Linked DNA regions of Mus musculus: region 1 is linked to region 2. Evidence: chromatin contacts called from public Hi-C data. All regions are on one chromosome and are shown on one strand. Each heading gives the region's core, a stretch centred on a gene start, on an enhancer-like site or on the middle of the called end of the contact. The rest is flanking DNA. Distances are from core to core; before and after follow the strand shown. Region 1 overlaps Dennd1b (DENN/MADD domain containing 1B). Region 2 overlaps Dennd1b (DENN/MADD domain containing 1B).

Evidence for each region. Hi-C and Micro-C count contacts between places; a contact is called where the count stands out from the background.
Region 1: a Hi-C map of ventral hippocampal neurons shows a contact between it and region 2, with 1.7 times the contacts expected there. The contact joins two enhancer-like sites. A contact is called at or near these places in 1 of 15 datasets of contacts at CTCF or cohesin (the NIH/3T3 cell line), 7 of 484 Hi-C or Micro-C datasets (the AML12 cell line, bone marrow-derived macrophages, cerebral cortex and 4 more), 1 of 115 datasets of contacts at active chromatin or transcription factors (embryonic stem cells) and 1 of 9 other capture datasets (adipose tissue).

What each region holds. Positions count from the first base shown.
Region 1 is chr1:139,077,882-139,080,581 of GRCm38.p6, reverse strand. The region is part of intron 9 of Dennd1b (DENN/MADD domain containing 1B); the gene reads right to left. Among named protein-coding and RNA genes, the nearest start is that of Gm41960, 88 kb to the left of the region's middle. Within about 2 kb of position 1,376, at least 32 of the 459 cell types and tissues checked have an H3K27ac peak or open chromatin away from gene starts, as enhancers often do. A contact at or near this core is called in ventral hippocampal neurons, where this site is marked.
Region 2 is chr1:138,994,428-138,997,127 of GRCm38.p6, reverse strand. All of the region lies in intron 2 of Dennd1b (DENN/MADD domain containing 1B), which reads right to left. Among named protein-coding and RNA genes, the nearest start is that of 4930596I21Rik, 18 kb to the right of the region's middle. Within about 2 kb of position 1,312, at least 16 of the 459 cell types and tissues checked have an H3K27ac peak or open chromatin away from gene starts, as enhancers often do. A contact at or near this core is called in ventral hippocampal neurons, where this site is marked.

The DNA of each region.
Region 1 (2,700 bases), core at 127-2,626, 83 kb before region 2:
CTTGACAGCTGTACTGCAGGAAGCCAAGTATATCATAATTTCATATTGAAACTGCTCATTCCAGATTAACATTTTGTTTCCTAGCTTTATATCACAGCAGCTGCAATTACTGTTGCTACTTTAGAGGTAATTGCCATTTTAATTGTTGTGTTTTGGCAAGCAGTTAATTAAAAGAATTTTAATGCTTAACAAAGGGATACCATTTTTTTTCTCCCTAACTAATCTTCATTCACATTATTTTCTATGAGGCTTTTATTTTTAAAATGATTACAGTTATAAAGTATATTCTTGGTGATTAAAGGCGTAATTAATCCAGTGTTCTTTTTCACTGTGTCAGTATTTTCCGGTAGTCTCCGTGTTAAGGTTCCCAAAGAAGTCCATTTAGTTAACTTGAAAGGAAGAATTTTCTAAAACTATATGAAAATGAACCATATCCTTTACATAAGAAAATAGCTCCGTCATTTTAAAAGAAGTCAAAATATATACACAATAAGTACATTTAAAACAATACATGGACACAAAGCAATCAAAATCTCATTAACAGCACCACTGTTCTACATGTAAGTGTAAATTAGTTTTATTCAATAAAAATCAATTATGATAATGTGATCTAAAATAAAAACATTACAATTTTCAATCACCTTTTGCATGTATATTATGTATTTTCCAGTGAGATGTTTTATTAATGTTATGTGACAAATAGCGCAGTCTGACTCAGACTCTGATACCAAGCCAGAAGCACTCCCGTGCCTTGCAGTGTCAGTTGCTTTGTCAGTTTCTCAGAGCACTCTTTCAATAAACATTATTTTTAATTCCTTAATTACAGCCAACACTATGCCACTAGGAGGCATTCGAATACTTGTATTTAATAAGGACAGACCAAGGATCTGAGTAGATCATAAAGCAGATTGGAGACTGAGAACAAGGCTGGGCTACAGCAGATTAGTGACTGAGTGAGAACAAGGCTTAGCTCCACATTGCCAGTTCTCCCGAGCTTTCAGACGCTGGCTGGGAACAGTGCATTTTAAGTCTTTCTAAGTTAAGAGAGTTTACGTCCTGTTGAAAAGCATAATATACTTTGTTAATGTGGAAACAAATTACTTTTATAATATCTCAGTTAAATTTTAAAAAGGAAAGTTTTGTTATTGAGAAAAGAACCGTGAAGCAAAGGAAATGCTTATCTAAAGAGGAGGCGCTGCCATAATGAGTGCATACGTCCAACAACCAACGGACCCCTGCAGCAACCCTACCCACAAACCAGGGCTCCCCAAGCATGCCATGCAACCTTCACCAGCTAGCAATGGCATTGTGTGGTGGGCGGGATTGGCTTCTTAGAAGATGGCTTCTAAGACCATAAATGCTGCGTCACAGATCCCGGCACTGTCCAGCATTTGGCAAGCGATACCCTTGCTAATCAAGCCTGCCGGAGGAGAACTGCCATACAGCCCTTGGAAACTTTCCAGACAAAAGAAGAGAGAAGAGGAAGAGGTAAGAATACAAGACAATCTCTTTTTAGCTCATGTCTGTCTTAAGAAACCCCACTGCATCACTTGAATGAATATATAAACAATGGAGTTTATTTATCCACTATATATAAACTTCAGAGTTATGTAGGTAGGGCTATAAGGAATTATACTTTCCCAATGAGAGCAATAATAATTAAAAATTCTTCTCAAGTACGACATTCAAGAACATACTTATGAAGACAGACCAAAGATCCAATATGCACTATTCAACCAACAGTGCACAGAGCTGTAAAATTTTTAAAATTGAGCAATTATTATAGCATGAAGTTAAAGAAAAGACAGCAAAGTTACATGTAAATAAAGTCACAATTATAAGAAAATAAATGACACTAAGAAACTAAACACACACATGTAGGCTGTATGAAATCTAGCACTCAGACTACCAGACGTAGAGCTTAGAGGCTGGCAAGCTACATGGCCTGTGGTACCTGACTGCTCACACCAGCTGGTCTCAGTGCCTGCGGTACCTGACCTGCTCACATCAGCTGGTCTGAGTGCCTGATGATCAACATAAAAAGTTTTCTGTGGATGGGGTATAAACACTCTTTGTCACAGGTCAAACACTCTTTGTTCTTAGATGACATGAAGTCATTTCATATTCTCAGTGAAAGATTCCTATCTGAACCAGATGGCTCATTGTGTATATAGTCTACCAAAAATATATTTCCAAAGATTAAGTCTAAATGTTTTAAAGCCTTCTATTAGTTATGAAATCAGAAAAAATCATAACATTTCTTTGCTTATAGCAACAAAAAAATATTGCCTTCTATATGCTATCCCACAAGACAAAGACACAACGTTGAACATACAGAGACCCAGTTTTCATGAAGCTTACATATCTAGTGGAAAGCTAACCACAAGGTTATCATACTTTGCAAGTTAAGCATCCTTATCTCAAATCTCCAAACCCCAAAAGACTCCAAATTCTTTCATTTGTTAAATGCCAACACAACACTAAGTGGAAAACTTCACACCTGACCTCACATAGCAGTTTCCAGTCAAAATGCATGTGTACTAAAATTACTGTTTAAAAGTACCAAGGAGCATATGAAAGCTGAATGAATTCTGTTGGGACGCAGATGTTCTACTCAAATATTTTATAACGTATCTTCAAATATTCCAAAAGTCAAAACACTCTGGTACTGCACATTTCAGACAAAGGATCATCAACCTC
Region 2 (2,700 bases), core at 63-2,562:
GGGAAGGAAAAAAAGAAAGAAAAGAAAAGAAAAGAAAAGGAAAGGAAAGGAAAGGAAAGGAAAGGAAAGGAAAGGAAAGGAAAGGAAAGGAAAGGAAGGTTAAAAGGGAAGTAGTGAAAGGAGAAATATGAGATGAAGGAGGTCTACAAGAGAGACTAATAGCATGATGTTGGCCAGCAGTGCACATCACTGTGACATCAGAGAAGGCAACAGCATGACAGAGGCTGGCAGTGCACTTCACATCACAGTGGACACCAGAGAATGAACCAGCTTGATGGTGGCCATCAGTGTACCATAGTAAGCATAAAGCACAGTAAGCCTAAGCCATAACGCATGACAGTGATCCACAGGACACATCGCCAGGGACAGCTGGCATTTTCATACAGCTTCATCATAGTTCATAGTTTATCTACTGTAAGTGTAACTGACCATTTTAGTTCATAGTTTATCTACTGTAAGTGTAACTGGCCATTTTTGGCAAGCTCAATTCGAATCTGAAGAGTTAGCTACTTCCCATCACTCTTTCCCTGGTAATATTTTATTACTTATTTTCTATGTGTGTGTGGGAATGCCTGCAGCCGTGTCTGTGCTGTACATTTATGCAGTGCCTGTGAAGGTCAGAATAGGTGTCAGGTCCCCTGGGACTACAGTTATAGATGGTTGTGCTACATGTGGGTGCAAGCAATCAAACCCATGTCTTCTACAAGAGCAGCCAGTCCTCTTAAGCATTGAGCATTTCTCTATCTTCCTTCCTTGTAATTTTTTAAATCCCTGAAATATGCAGCAACTTGCATTTTGAAATTAAGAAAGAAGAAAGAAGGAGAATTTTAGGCAAAGAACTGACAATGTAGCCCGTGCTGCTTCTATGTAGGTGCTCAGACGCCTGGAGCTGGAGTGAGCTCCTGAAGGCGCACAAGGCACCAGTTCACTACTGCAGCGTGAATGGCTAAGTGCCTGTCAGCTTAAGGAAGGTACTCTTCCCCTCTTCCTCAGCACTTGACCAATGAGAAAAAGCTACCATTTCCAGTCTCCTTTTAAGTGAGGCTAAGCATTGTCAAGGACCAAGTCCTTTACAAGGAAAGTGATGTATGAAGGATGCCCCTGCCTGACCTCCGAAGAAATTTCCTCCCTGAAGTACTCCTCTTGCCTGTCATATGACTTGAACTTAGAGTTAGTGCCTTGGCTTTGACTCAACAGCCAAGAAGAAAAGCCTAGATAATAAGAGAAAATCAAGGGGAAAGAAACTTGGTGCCCTAGATAACTATACAGAGTAGCACCCTCCAGATGGACCAGCTGCTTCTCAGCCTCCACATTCTCTCAGGCTTCTGTTTGGAGGATTTCCATTCCCAGCAGATTGGCCATTATTCTTTAGAACACAGATTAAAACTGAATGGACAGTTTTGAAAGCTGATTTAGAAAAACAGCTTTAGGGATTATCCTCGAACACACAGGAGGTGGAGAAAGGACCAGAAAAAAAAAAATGTGATCTTCAAAGCTGGCTCTGGACACCAGCATAACTTGGACTCTAGTGTCACTGTGTGCCCCTGGTACTTTTAGAACAAAGGCTGCAAGTTCATATAGATGGATGGATGGATGGATGGATGGATGGATGGATGGATGGACTTTCCCCTCCAGAAAGCAACATGAGAAAATGCACAAGATACACAGATAGTTCTCTCCTTAATAGCAAAACCATGACAGTGTTTCAAAATGGAAACATCACTTCCTCATATCAAAACTGAAATATAAATTTCAGCTCCCTTGTATGTGTGCACGCACAGAAGCTACAAGCTGAGGCAATGCACAATCACTCTCTACCTTTTTTTTTTCAGCAAAACCTGTAGTTCACTGATTCAGACTGAATGGCTATTCAGCCAGCCCTCAACATTCTCCTGTCTCTACTTGGCCAATACTGTAGTAACAGGCTGTGGTGGTTTGAATAGGTTTGGCCCCCAAAGACTCCTGTGTTTGAATGCCTGGCCCACAGAGTGACAACTATTAGGAGGTGTGGCCTTGTTAAAGTAGGTGTGGCCTTGTTGGAGGGGGTGAGTCACTGTGAGCTTTGAGGTCTCCTAGGCTTAAGCTCCACTCAGTGTGCACCCAGGAGTTCCAGCCTCATAAGATAGTCTCCTGACGGCTGCCTTTAGATCAAGAAGTAGAATTCTCAGCTCCTTCTCCAGCACCATGTCTGCCTGAAGACTGCCATGCTTCCTGCCACAATGATAATGGACTGAACCTCTGAAACTGTAAGCCAACCCAATTAAATGTAAGACATGCCTTAGTCATGGTGTCTCTTCACAGCAATAAAGCCCTAAGACACTGGTATACACCACTTGTTTTTATATGGGTTCTGGAAATCAAAGTGAGGTCCCCAGGCTTGCACCACAAGCATGTTACTGGCAGTCACCTCCCCAGCCCAAATTCAGTTTCTTATCTCTGCATACACAAGATTCAAACTTCAAAATATAGAACCTTAGCCAGGTGGGGTGGCACATACCTTTGATCCTAGAATTCAGGAGGCAGAGACAGGCAGATCTCTGTGAGTTCCAGGGGAAACTGGTCTACAGAGCAAGTTCCAGATCAGCAAAGGCTAAATATAAGACCCCGTCTCAAACAAACGATCATAAATAAATAGGTAAAGAAATAAATAAAACAAACCAAATTTAGGTCAAATTTGATTCTCATTCGGTACAGCAACTG